Linked DNA regions of Xenopus laevis: region 2 is linked to region 1. Evidence: chromatin contacts called from public Hi-C data. All regions are on one chromosome and are shown on one strand. Each heading gives the region's core, a stretch centred on a gene start, on an enhancer-like site or on the middle of the called end of the contact. The rest is flanking DNA. Distances are from core to core; before and after follow the strand shown. Region 1 holds the start of csnk1a1.L (casein kinase 1 alpha 1 L homeolog). Region 2 has its middle 58 kb from the start of csnk1a1.L.

What was found. Hi-C and Micro-C count contacts between places; a contact is called where the count stands out from the background.
Region 2: a Hi-C map of the XL177 cell line shows a contact between it and region 1, with 4 times the contacts expected there. The contact joins the enhancer-like site here to the promoter of csnk1a1.L in region 1. A contact is called at or near these places in 3 of 4 Hi-C or Micro-C datasets (the XL177 cell line, the XTC cell line and animal cap).

The regions. Positions count from the first base shown.
Region 1 is chr3L:47,903,771-47,910,835 of Xenopus_laevis_v10.1, reverse strand. It overlaps csnk1a1.L (casein kinase 1 alpha 1 L homeolog), which reads right to left and starts at 2,325. Exons shown (of 10, transcript NM_001086464.1): 1 at 1,823-2,325. The coding sequence starts at 1,945.
Region 2 is chr3L:47,963,056-47,970,558 of Xenopus_laevis_v10.1, reverse strand. No RefSeq gene overlaps it. Among protein-coding and RNA genes, the nearest start is that of csnk1a1.L, 58 kb to the right of the region's middle. Within about 2 kb of position 4,543, at least 1 of the 7 cell types and tissues checked has an H3K27ac peak or open chromatin away from gene starts, as enhancers often do.

The DNA.
Region 1 (7,065 bases), core at 1,076-3,575:
CAGAGGGTGGACACCTAGAATAAAGTACCCCTGATAAGAGGGCCATGATTATCAATATTGTGGTTGAAAACCATAGTAAAAAAATACTCTGCTCAAATACTCAGTGTAAAAACCAAGGCACAATTGTTCCTTAGTTGCTGTAGTGCTGACAGTGTCATACCCTGTGTTTGTATGCGGTATCATGATATAATACACAAAAGCTGTGAATATCTTGTAAGTGATATCCTTATAAACGGTGAGTTCTGATGTCATCAGTTATAAACGGTGAGTTCGGATGTCATTTCTGTCACATGACTCATTGAAATTTGAGTATTATAATAAATAAAGTACCCCCAGCTGTAAAATATGAGGATATTAGACGTTACCTCGGAGTTCCTTCGGCCACGTGTTTTTATATGGTCATGGAACTCCGCGGTAACTTATAATATCCTTATATTTTACAAGAGGGGGTACTTTATTCCCTATATCACGGATCCCCAACCTTTTGAACCCGTGAGCAACATTCAGAAGTAAAAGGATTTGGAGAGCAACACAAGCATGAAAAATGTTCTTGGGGTGCCAAATAAGTGCTGTGATTGGCCATTTGGTAGCCCCTATGAGGATTGTCAACCTACACTGAGACTCTGTTTGGCAGTGCACCTGGTTTTTATACAACCAAAACTTGTCTCCAAGCCCGGAATTCAAAAATAAGCTCCTGCTTTGAGGCCCCTGGGAGCAACATTCAAGGGGTTGGAGAGCAACATGTTGCTCATGAGCTACTGGTTGGGGATCACTGCACTATATAATACACAAAAGCCATGAATATTTTGTAAATTATATCCTTATAAAAAACCAAGGCACAATTGTTCCTTAGTTGCTGTAGTGCTGACAGTGTCATACCCTGTGTTTGTATGCGGTATCATGATATAATACACAAAAGCTGTGAATATCTTGTAAATGATATCCTTATAAACGGTGAGTTCTGATGTCATCAGTTATAAACCGAGTTCTGATCTCATTTCTGTCACATGCCTCACTTGAATTTGTGTATTATAATAAATAAAGTACCCCCAGTTGCAAAATATGAGGATATTAGCCGTTACCTCGGAGTTCCTTCGGCCTCGTGTTTTTATATGGTCATGAAACTCCTTGTGACTTATAATATCCTTATATTTTACAAGAGGGGGTACTTTATTCACTATATTATTCATATCTTAATATAAAGGGAATGACCTATGCCCTTGGCCATGACAGACGCCAATTTAAATACCACCTACATAGAAAGAGAAAAAAAAGGTGTCTTCTTGCCCTTTAAAGGATCTTATTAAAGAAACACCGCTATTCTTGCAAATTAAAAAGGGTTCATGCTGACAGGCAACTGTGCTGCTGGTAGGGGGACTCTAGCTACCAAAATGGCCCCCACATTACATATTAGGAGGGGGGAACAAGCCTGACACCAACCAATAAGATTAAGTGACCAGCCACAGTGTTGCTTGACAGAGGGGGGGGGGTCTAAAAATATCGACACATCAACCAGTTTCTACGACACACCACCAATGACGTAGGACCTATGACGCCACTACAGTTTTACTGAAACTTTAATAGAGGTGCATTTAAGTGAATGCCCAAGTAAAAACGGAAGCCCCGATAGACAATTATTGCTCATGTGTTTTCAGCAGAACGCTAGGTTCCTCGCCTCAAACTCCCAGAAGCCCCCGCGCCGCCATCCAGGAACTGTGCGTATATGTTGCACATAAAGCCCTCCGGGTTCGCCCCACCCCGGTGCAGCGCTAGAAGCCGCGTACTAACACGAAACAAGGGGATTTTTTTGTTTTTTTTTTACCTCGCCATTGGTGATATTGATCGCCAGGTAAATGTCTCCAAAAGAGCCAGATCCGATCTTCCGCACCAGCTTGTATTTCCCACCGACAATAAACTCGGCTTTGGAGCCGCTGCTACTCGCCATGATTCCGGGGTGGTAATGAGGAGGGGAGAGATCCCCGGAGATAAAAGCAGAACAGATGAACAAATAGGAGTTGGGAGACTGGAAAGGGGGGGAAAAAGCAGATCTTTCGGCTCAGGAACAATAATATCCGCGTTACTTTGGGTTCTTTGTTCGGTGTAGGGGGGGTGCACCCGTTTCAGTTCTCTCTCAACAACCCCCCGCTCTTTAGCCGAGCCGAATTCCCTTTCTCGGAGCGATGTGTAGCCCAGATGGCTTTCCGACCCTCACACACTCGTCTATCGACTTCCCACCCTCTAATACAACCGCAACCCCTCTCCTGCTCCTCCTCAAGCCGCCATCTTGTGCTCTCTTCTTCCTGCTCCCCCCTCTAGCAGTGTCTCCTGCCACAAAATGCCCTCCTCCGCCCGCGCACTGAACTCTGGGTTCTGGGCTAGGGTTGACGCATCCTGCGGGGCGGAGCAATTATTACGTCTCGAGGACGTAGCGTCCCAGTCCCACCCACAAGCCTTTCGGCAATTTGTAATTAGGATCTTGCTATGTAGATGTTATGGACGCAGTTTATTTGCAGCTGCATTTCAGTGTCTATCGACCTTACAAAAACCACTTTAGAATATAGACAACTGTTTCCATTCATTTTAAAGGGCACTGAGTTATAACAAGCACCTTAAGAGTTAATGACCTTGCGGGTACCATCTCAGTCCCCACCAAAACCAGGGCCCTACAGTGATTAAATGGCAGCATAAAGCGCACAGCGTGTCACTTCACGTTACTATATTGGGAGGCATAGAATCAAAATGGCGGCTGTTTTCCCGGGTACAATATGGCCACCCGGATAAGGAAGGAGTGGCTGTTTATTTGCTCCCGGGCACGTAGTGTTAGGACTATGGAAGTTTCGCTACCACTCCCCGTTGCCTTGGTAACGGGGCGGGCCCACACGCAAGCCCCGGGCACATATGTTTCCTAGGAATACAGAGTAGAGTGCCGACACTGTTACTGTCACTACAGTTCTGCTCTTCAAGTCCCTGCAGTTGTCTTTAAGCCAGGGAATAAAACTGGCGACTCTTGGCCGCAGGAACCTATTATTAATTAGGCCTTAATAAAGATTAACAATACCAATACATAAATGAGAAAGAGATACCTAAAAAACTATGGGTTTTTTTTTTCCAAAAAAAGTTATAAAATGGAAACCCGGAAATAGCAAATGAGCCAGCAGTAAGCTGGTCCTCAGAGAAAAAGAAAGATTTGGTATTTTCTGGTTTCCATTTTTCAAAAGAGCAAACAGATTTTGTCATATTCAATTTCGAAATCTGACATGGGGCTAGACATATTGTCAATTTCCCAGCTGCCTCCAGTCATGTGACTTTTTTGCTCTGATAAACTTCAATCACTCTTTACTGCTGTACTGCAAGTTGGAGTGATATCACCCCTTCCCCCCCCCCCCCCAGCAGCCTAACAACAGAACAATGGGAAGGTAACGAGATAGCAGCTCCCTAAAGCTGGCCATAGATGCAAAGATCCGATCGTACGACGAATCATCGTACGATCGGACTTTCCCATCTCCCGACCCGCCACTAACCATTCAGATCAAAGTCTTACCAGTCAGATTAGTAAAAGAACAGATCAGCAATGTTCTGCCCCTGACAGCAATCGTACGATATCTATGTCCAACCAAAGCTGGTGACAGTCTCCCACTGAAAATCGTACGATCGGCAATACACGCAGAGATATTATCGGCAGCCGACAGAAATTTTCTAACCTAACCTGTCCGATCGACCAAACGACCGATCTCCCCCGGACGAAAAATGTCGGGACTCTCCACACACATTCCGAAAATTGTACGAATCCTCGATTCGTACGATCAGATCTTTGCGTCTATGTCCAGCTTAAGACAAGATAACAGCTCCCTCGAAGATCTAACAGCACTTAATAGTAAAAGCCAAGTCCCACTGAGACTGATTCAGTTACATTAAGTAGGAGAAATAACAGCCTGCCAGAAAGTAATTCCATCCTAAAGTGCAGGCACATGTCACATGACTGGGGCAGCTGGGAAACGGACAAAATGTCTAGCCCCATGTTAGATTTCAAAATTGAATATAAAAAAATCGGTTTGCTCTTTTGAGAAATGGATTTCAGCGCAGAATTCTACTGGATGTGTTTTGGAGAAAAACATGTATTTCCATGACAGTATCCCTTTAACAGTTGCACCTGCTGCTTGCCTGGTAGGCTGGAAAAATCACAGAAAAATACGAGAGTGCCTTATCATGAACACTTCTCTATACAGATATTTTAGGTGCATCTGATTTTAAAGTTAAGAGAATCCTGTGCTATGTTTTTTTAGTTAAACTCATGGGGCTTGTCATAATGCTGGAAACAGATAGTTTGAAAATCCGTTGGAGCTATTGGCTAGAGATAGGCTTGCCACCTGGCGGTATTTTGCTGGCCTGGCCATTAAAATGATACTTGATGCCAATGTTATTAACAGTAAAAATGGCAAGGATATAGGAAGGCCGGTATTTGTTTTCCAGAAAAGTTGGCAACCCTAGCTAGAGAAAAGGTCAAGAGTTATATTCCAAATTTAGGCCTGAGGTCGCCAAACCTCCAAATGGCTGCAGCAACCTGTGGGTTTTATTGTTTTTGTTTCAACATCTACATGACAGCTCAGGCAGAGTCTTCACAAATGTCTGTAGCTCAGTACCACTCTGTACAATTAGCAGGGCAGCACCTGCTTTAGCTATATCCTCCTTCACTTTTTGTCTCTGAGTCTTAGCTCATGAGTCAGTGACCAGCCTGGTACTTTCTGACAGCTGAGCTTTTGGTCCTGCCCTCCCTGTTCCATGGTGGGTTTTTTTTTAGCATCTCAGCTAAGGATGATTACTAAGTGACCAGCCTGGTACTTTGAGAGAGCTTTACTTCCAATCCCACCACCCTCCCCACTAAACACTGGCTTTCTTGTCTTGCAAGTGTCGTGCTATATATATTTTATCGGTATAAACCGAAACCTCAAAACCCAAGTTGACATGCCTGATATCTTTTGCAGGGCAAGCATGACTTCCCCATAGGGTTGCCACCTGTCATGTCAAACCTATGAGCAGAATGAGAAAATGTGCAGTAACATCAGCCTAAAAACACAGGTTTATCAGTTTGTCTTTAAAAACATGGGATAAGCTTTTGCAGTGTTAGCATGCTACTTTCCCCAAGCTACAGGCCATAGTATCAGCTTGTGTTTCCGTAAACTCCAACTGACCATCTGTTATTGACCCCTGTTCAGGGCATCTTACCCTGCCTGGCCAGTTTTCCTTTGTGTTATCTTTTCATCTTATTTTGTAATAGAGTTGCTTATTCAGCAAAAACGTTTACTTCACGAATAGTCTGAAAGAGTAGTTGTTAGGAGACTGAAGCACAAGCTCTTCAAGATGTGGACGAATTTACAAACTAGCCCTGAAAAGCATTGTTCTGATTAAATCATGTCCAACACTGCCATCTAGTGTTACTTACTGATCTCACAGTTTAAAAGTAACATTCTTGACTGTTCTTTGCTTGTAACAAAGACTTGAATATTTTTGGGTTCTTTTTAGTGCCTACCTGAGCCAGCTTCAGCCGCAATGTTAAAGGGGTGGTTCACCTTCAAGTTAATATTTAGTACATTATAGAATGACTAATTCTAAGCAACTTTTCAATGGGTCTTCATTCTTTATAGTTTTTGAAAGAATTGCCTTCTTCTTCTGGTTTCAAATCGGGGGTCACTGACCCCATTTAAACAACAAATGTTCTGAAAGGCTGCAAATATATTGTTACTCATCTTTCTATTCAGACACCCTCCTATTCATATTCCAGTCTCTCATTTAAATCAATTCATGGTTGCTAGGGTGATTTGGATCCTAGCAACCAAAGAGCTGACATTGGAAACTGGAGAGTGGCTGAATAAAAAGCTAAATTTAAAAATCACAAATAATATAAAATGAAAACCAATTGCAAATTGTCTCACAATATGCCTCTACATCATACTAAAAGTTCATGTAAGGTGAACAACTCCTTTAAATGCTTTGAAAATCAGCAAACATAAAACAGGAAATGCTAGTGTAATATGTGAATAAAAAGGCCACTTTAAAGCTACTTACATAAATATATACACTGCAATCCTTTGTTTCCCATGAGCCACTCATCATTTTTTATAGTTTTTGATTGAATTACCTTCTTTTTTACTCTCCAGCTTTCAACTGGTTGTCAGTGACCCCATTTAAACCAATTACAAATTGTCTCAGAATATGCCTCTCTACATCATACTAAAAGTTAATTTAAAGGTAATCAACCCCTTTAAATGCTTTGAATATCAGCAAACATGTAAAACAGGAGATGCTAGTGTAACATTTGAATAAAAAGGCTACTTACATAAATATATACACTGCAATACTTTGTTTACCAATGATCTACACTCAGATGTAGCAGAGGAGCAACACAAGTATGCAAAAAGTCCCAAGGCATGCCAAATAAGTGCTGTGAATGACCATTTGGTAGCCATGTGTGGACTAGCAGCACATAAGATGCTCTGTTTGGAATTACACAATGTTTTTATGCACCCAAAACTTGCCTCCACGCTGGAAATTCAAACATAAGTACCTGCTTTGAGGCCACCAAGGGCAACATTGAAGGGGTTGGATGCTCACAAGGCAAGCCATTAGTTGGGGATCACTGCTTTAGTAGAACCAAGGCTAGAGGCTGGAATACCAATAGACCTTTGCACTGAGGTTCACAAATGGTGGGGCTTACATTCTGTAGTCCCAGCCTGCAGCCACTCCGTTTTTTGTGTCTTTTCAAGGGGCACAGGCCTTATTTTATTAGTTGTGTGGCAGTAATTAGTTTTTTTTCTTCTATAACAATTGGAAGGATGGAGCTTAAGCCATTCTCCCTGCTCTCACCATAAGTGCCAAGTCAGGGAAGGTTAAGTGCCAACAGACTGACCTTCACTCCAGCTTATGAGACCATCTAGGCATGACTGGGAGAGAACACACAGCAAAACTGGTCTCTTGCCAGCAACCCAGAGTGCCCTGCTTCCTGCTCCATACACTCTTCCGGACTGGCAAGAGAAGGCTTTATCACTGCTAGACCAGGCACAAACTTTA
Region 2 (7,503 bases), core at 3,294-5,793, 58 kb before region 1:
ATTGTCCTCCTTCGTAATTCAATATTTATTTCTGGAGAACGGCATGTTCTATTCAGCTTATGGGAGCTTACAATTAAAATACCTGGCACCATTTTAATAAAGTCAAGTCAATCAGGATGGATGATCTGTTGATGTTTCCCATGACAAACCCTCTCTGGAGCTGCTGATATACAAGACATACTGTTTGAATACTGGAGGGCCCCAAGTATTGCTGCAACTAAAGGGATGTCTTATTATAGGAATGATGAGTATGCTATAGCTAGAATATTCATGATGAAGAAGTCTAGAACAAAATCAAGATCCATGGGCTGAGTTATTCCCAGTGCAGCCAGTGCAATAACTCTGGGGTCCAGAAGAGTTTCCTCTGACTGGTAATCTGATGCCTGATTTCAATTGTTATTTATAGGGCCGGAAAGATCAAAATATAGGAAGGCTGATATTCTTTTCCAGAAAAGGTTGTAACCGCAGAGCCCAGAAGCTTTCGGTTGTCTGAGGAAGGGGCAATTCTTGATGGACTAGTAGGCAGGACACGTTCTGTAGCAAAGACGGGGTGAGACAATTTTCAGGCCATTTGACCAATTTACACCAATTTAATTATAGTGATTATAGCAGCTCCTTTAAACCACCCATTCTGAGCACCCACAGAGGTTAGACTATATGCTGTGGAAAGTGAAGAAACCACACTGAGCCTTACAGTAAAGAGATATGATGTTAATAACACTACGCAAGAGTCACGAATAGCCTGCAAAATACATCCTTATATACAGTGATGTTGTTAGTTATAAACTGTAACATAAGTCCTACAGTACCAGTATTATGACTTACAGCACGCACTGCTCAAAGAGGCCCCCCAGGGTGTTTCTGCCACTGGTTGCTATTGGTGCTTAGTGATGCCAGTTGTGTCACATGACATCCTTAACACATGTTTATTATAAAATAAAAAAAACATCTTTGTAAATAATGAGGTCCTTAAAAGTCACCTTGGAGTTCCATGAGCGGTATAACAGCTCTCAGCCTGGGGTCTTCATGCAACTCTGATTTCCAGTGCCAGGGCATATTCTACATAAATGAGCACAAATTTATTGCCAGATCCAACAGAAAAATAAAGCCGGACCAAATGTTGAATGAAACCAGCGCAAAACAACAGCCGCATTATATATACCAGTAACTGCAATTTCCTGGAAGTTTGGGAACACAGTGCGGCTGCTGCTTCTGCTTTAATCTCTCCCCGTAATTTCCTGGTTTTGTATTACAGTCAGACTTACAGTAAAACAATAAAAGGCTGGGGGAAGCTTCCTCTTTAGCACACTCAGCAGCATCACTATTTGCATATCTGTATGTGTTCAGCTAATAAAATGAAAGAATATAGCATTACATTCACACCTATTTAGTAACTAGTAATATGCTATGCTTTTAAGTTTTATAAATATTACATTGAAAAAAATGATTTAATCAAATTTTATGTATATACAGGTAATGATATCCAGTATTTTAGGTTTTTGGTGTATCCGGTCCAGTATTATCAAGCCATTCAGATTCTTTCATCAATTATATATGAAATATTCTGCAGGAGATAATTTGAAGATGTGTTTATCCTTCACGTGTATGCATGTAGGCATGAATATGGCCAGGCACACTTTCAGTCAGGTTACATGCAGTGCTTGAGGTCTCATTACACACCAACAGTTGCATGGGGGTTTAGACTACATTCCTAACACATTCCTAATTGGGGGAACACATAGAGCATACTATGCTTCTGAATGGTAGGCTTGTTGCCTGGTTTAGAAACCTAAAGCATGGGTCCCAGATCTTTTGCATGGCCCCACAGGTCTCGGCCAAAATTAAAAGACTCTTTTCTGGAAGAGCGGTGCTTTTGCCAAGCAAGCTGACCTTATCTGTATTGCTCCAGTTTCCCTGGTCCAAGTACTTGGGGTTTGATCACTTGTTCCTTCACCAGAGGATTCAATAGGGTTGCCATCCCCTTGTCCTCTTTGCTCGCAAGTGGCAGTCCTTTACAGCTGCTCAGGGGGAAAAGTTTAATTAGCGTTCTTCTATAATCTCCATGGTTTACACTTTCCATGAATAGAGCACTTGCACATTATCTGAGATAGCCTAACCTAATGGGTGCAAGCGAGAGGCAGGCATATATTTACATCCACCTGTCACTTTCCCAGAAATAGAAGATGTATCTCTGTGAGCTGCAGAACTAGACATCTAATCTTTAGTCTTAAGGGCCCACACAGTAGCTTTTTTGTTTTGGAAGATGTTCTAGTGTTTCTTATGCAAAAATAGGAATTTTGTTTTTTTAGTATATATATCTGTAGTGCCATAAGGTGAGAACCTTACCCCAGGCACCATTTTTCACCCCTGGTAACTTTAACAGTTGAATTTCCTGACATTTAACTGGAAATTCTGCTTTATTCTAATGCTGAGGGAACTACTGAGCTCTTTACACAAGCCTTATGGGCCCACATTGAGTCTTCTGCCTCACGTAGCCCTACACTTTGAATTCATGATTGGTGGGCTGGGGGAGGAATGTAGGCTTGCCCCATCATGCCACCTAAATTTTGCATCATTCAGACACAGAAGTTAGGGAGCCCAAGTGGGGGCAGGGTGAAGGAACCTTGTGCCCCATGGTAGACAGTAATGACAGGCTAGCTTCATTAAGCTATTGTCAACCAGCCCAACAAATTCCCTACTGTCCCTCTTAATTACTGGGCCCCCATGAGCTGCTGAACCCGCTCACTTTAATGGCCCAATCCTGAATATTAAGTATCATGGCATTAAAAATTATATTTATAATAGTCCTTATTTAAATTTCTAGTTAGTATGGCAGTATACTAGTTGACATCAAGCTTAAATCTGCATTTTCTCTGTAACCAGGATGCGCCCAACAGAAAATCTGACCCCATGTTTGCCTTGTCAGCAAATGGAAATTAGAGACTCACGCCACTGACAGATATGAATGTTATTTTTTTTACTTTATTTTTGCAGCACCCCATTAGCTGAGAGAAATTATCATTATAAAAGATATTTTTTGGGGGGGTTGTACACATTTCTCTGCTAAACTGGCTCATGGAGCAAGTTGTGTGTAAAAATGGACATGTTCTGATTTTTGAGCTACTATAAAGTAGGGATTATAGGATAAGAATAGTAAACAGAGCCGGGGGTACATAAAGAAGTCAAACTCAGTTACTGTGGCAAAGTGAAGAACCCAAGTTGTTGGTCTGTAATGCCAAAGATTAGCCTGAGAAAACAATCAGCCTAACGTGGAATAAAGGCATTTATAGGGGTAGTAACAGGTGGGAGACCAGTAGCTCAGAAGCTAAGATGGTGCAAGGACAAAATATAATCTGTTTTTAATTCAAAAGCTCAACAATAATTAGGATTGAAAATCTTATATTTCAGCTACTGTGCCAGCCCAAGGCAACCACACCCCTGTGACTGGAAAGATCCAATGCTCCCAGTATCTCCCCATCTTTTTCTGCTATGTTACAGGGGTAAATTCATTAAGATTTACATTTCTTAGAAAAAGTGCATTTTGCACCATAATTAATTGTGTATTGTCACTTAGAGTACACTGAGCATGTGCAGTGCCACTGGCACCCATTATCAATATATTAAGGACATTGAGGCTACTATAAAATGCCCCCTTCATTTAAACAAAACAGGGATTGTTTGCCCATATTCAAGCTGGCCAACTCAATTTTATCAGTGGTCTGGCCAGTCCTACACCGACACATTTGTGTACCAGAGGATAATACACATTTACAACTGTGTGTACAGTGGTTGTTAGGCTGTATTTTATCCATCTCATTCAAAATTAAAATGTGTATGCTTAAAAATGTAGGCCAGCCAACTGGGATGATCTTAATACTTTCATAACCACCACCTGTTGAAAGCAAGATCAAGTTTCCCAATACACAATTACACAGTCTTCCTTCATAATAATCCCATTTACTTGGTGTTTGCTTTGTCCTAACATGCCAGAAAGGGAGCACGCCTTGGGTGTAACCTTACATGAATACCCCACCCACAGGATATGTGCCTCTTCTTATAATTACCTTTATAGCTTGAACACTCGTAATATTGTCTTCATGGATTTGCCAATGATGGAAATAAAAAAAGACCAATTAAATTTGCATTAGGCTGGAACCCAATGAGAGATCCTATTGTACTCTTGCAGGCCAGTCTAACCTTAACCACGTAGTATGAATTTTCACCTGTACTACCTTATTGTAGTGCCAGCAGTGGCAGAAGATGGAATGGTGCCAAAGTATCACCATTTAAAAGTACAGTAGCCACCAATTGACAGAGGCATACGTTAGCATACCCCATATTCTTATCCAGTCTGATTATGGCATGTTACGCCAGACATACTCTAATCTACCTGACATCAATCACACCTACTGTCCAGTTAATTTGGGACTGACGCATGTGTTAATATCTCTTTAAAGCACCTTAGTGAGAAAGAATGAGTCACGCAGCAGGTAAGTTTGCTTTACTGAAACTTACATTTCCCTGAATCTCAAAGAAGTTCCTGTCCCCCTGCTTGCTATAAAGCAGCCTGTGTATGAGACAATTTCAGATGGACTAGCTATGTTTTCTGCATTTGTTACTATACTGTACCTATAAGTTTTTTTAAAAAAGTGTTAAATCCATAAATGGGACAAAGGTAAGTTTTCAGTTGGAAAAGAAAAGGAGATTCGCTTGAAAAGCAACAAGTAGGTGAGGCTTCTAGAGGTAGACAAATTCCATCTACAAAATGCCTGAAGCATAAAACTGCCGTGGAAGCTAAAACTACTAATTGTTTAGTCGAGGGCATGGGCGCAGTTGGAGAGGAGATGAAACGTAGAAAAGCCTGTGATGAGTATTGAGCCTTGAAGGAGAATATCTGAGTTGTGACATGCTTCATTGTCATACAGTTGATCCAGATTCATAGGCTGAAAGGGAGCTATGCGTTCAAAAAGAGCATTATTTTCTCTGTAATGTACAGTAGTAGGTAAGCAAGTAATGGAGACAAAGGGATTAAAAAAAGGAGTGGCTCAGTGTGACGACAATGAAGGACTAAAACATAACAAAACTTAGAATGTTCTGAAATGGAACAGGCCATTAAATCATCAGACCTATTGATATATTTTCCTCAATGACAAAGCCATGGAGTCCACTTTGTAGCTTTTTTATGGTTCAATGTACTATGGACCTGCTTATTTTGCTTTATTCTGCTTTCTAATCATCTTATCTTGACCTATATCTGTCTGGGAAGGTTGTGCCATAAAAGAATATAAATGAACCCATGGTGACAAGTGCATGATTATTCTGGCCTTCAGGTGGCCATAGATGCAAAGATCCGCTCGTTTGGCCACATCGCCAAATGAGCGGATTTTTCCCTGATATGCCATTAAAAAACATGGCTATATCGGGGGTAATCTGATTGTTCGGCTGTATGGCCGAACGATCCGATTACGATGTGCCGTGGGCTCCGGCGGGATCAGTCGGGTCAAAATCAAACCTGACCGATCGACCAAACGACGATCTCCGCCGGACGAAAGATGTCGGCACACGCCACACACGATCCGAAAATCGTACGAATCCTCGTTTCGTACGATAGGATCCGTGTGTCTATGGCAACCTTTAGGCTGCAAATTTATAATAAGCCTCTTCTGCAGTATATACCACCTGTGTAACATAGCTGTAACATGTGGTGCTTCTGTTTGGTAATGCAAACTTTAAAGAGTATCAAGACGCCAGGAATTTAGTTTAATTAAATGGATTACATAGCAGTCCATTTGTTGTGGGGCGTGTGGGAAGTGCATACCTCTAGTGTGCATTTTTAGAGGGTTTTGGAAAGGTCACACACTCAATGGATACATAAGAATTTTTACTATGTTGTTCTAAGCCACTAACCACAGCAAGGACACACAACGTTTGATAAAGTAGGCTATGTATTGATGTGGTTGTCCAATTCTGTATATTGGAAGTCAACTTGCTTAAAGGCTTCACATAAAAAAGTGAAAATCCAGTCTGCCATTGACTCCAGTGTATATGAATGTACTTTTATTGTTTCAGACTGAAAGGAAATGAGTCCTCATGTGAGATTGTGGACTTGTATGCCACATACCACCTCATTAGATCTTTTAAGGTTTCTGTCCAAGGTAATCATAACGGAAGGTAACACCTGACTAACCAGATACTACTGTTTGTACCAGAAAACATCACACAGGGAAATTATTTACTGCTACTTGTAGCTTGTTTAATACTATGTCCCATTGGTTTCCGTGGAGCACCTTATTAGCTCCTGGAGTAATTGCAGCAATAAATCATTTATCTGTGACATAGAGCTTAGGGCCCAAAAATACTGCTATCTCCTCGGTCACCTGGTCAAACAAACAGGAGTTCCGTTCATCCATGTAAAAAATCTGATCTGCATTTTCAGCCCGTGTGCCAGCTATCTGAGGGCATGGGGGTTTATACTAACCTGCACACAGAGAGCTTAGGTCAACAGGGTTTTTCACACAATCCAACTGATTATGAATATACTCTGTGGGAAAGGTGATTGTTTTGGTACATGGAAATAAGAGCCTCCATATGAAGCTGTTATCAGAAGAAGATACCAAACACCATTGTTTCTATGCTGCAGTCTCCTTGCGTGATACGTCAGATAATCAGAATTGCTGACAGTGAACTAGTCTATGCAGTTCTCCAATAAACCTGTGGCTGAGTCACCTTCGGCCTATACATTTTAGATTCCCAATGGAAAGAGCGAATGTTATCTAACAAGGGCTCTTCTGCGTCTGCTTCATCCAGACATATTCCATTTCATGTATTAATGTTTTTTCTTCAGTACTGAACAGAAACTGAAGCACAGTTATATTGCTCCCCATACAAAAATGATTGCATGTGGCAGAACACAATGAATATAAACTTTTATGATTTTCAGGCTACCCCCTAGGGGGGACAGTATCCCATAAAAAGCATGTCAGGTTACTACATGTTAATGGTGGCTTCTGCAGCTGTAGGTATAATTAGTGACATACTATCCCTATGGTTCATTCTTTTCAATTTGCATTATTTATAAATGCAATATCAGACAATGAATATATACAGTAGTTATATTCCTGGGGTATTTGTCACATTTTTCCTTGGCCCTAAATTCCATTGTTTTCTCTCTTACAAAGCTCTTTGAAATATGACTTATACAAATGTGGATGTGCTGGTCTGACAGGAACAGAAGAAACAAGAAACAACAGAAAACAGGTCTAGGAAAGGTCCCAAACTATGTCGTTTCCAAAATGATATGTATTGTGGTGGTGTTGGTTTAACTTCTTAGACATAAAGCAAATGTCTCATATTCCTGAATACCTAAAAACAGGAAACCTCCTAAATGCAATAGGGGAGCCTTCCCTAGAATTAAGATAAATATTTTTTTAAACAACCTACTTTTTAATGGCAAATATTCTTTACCAGCACTACCATGGAGCTGCACTGGGCCTTTAAGGGATC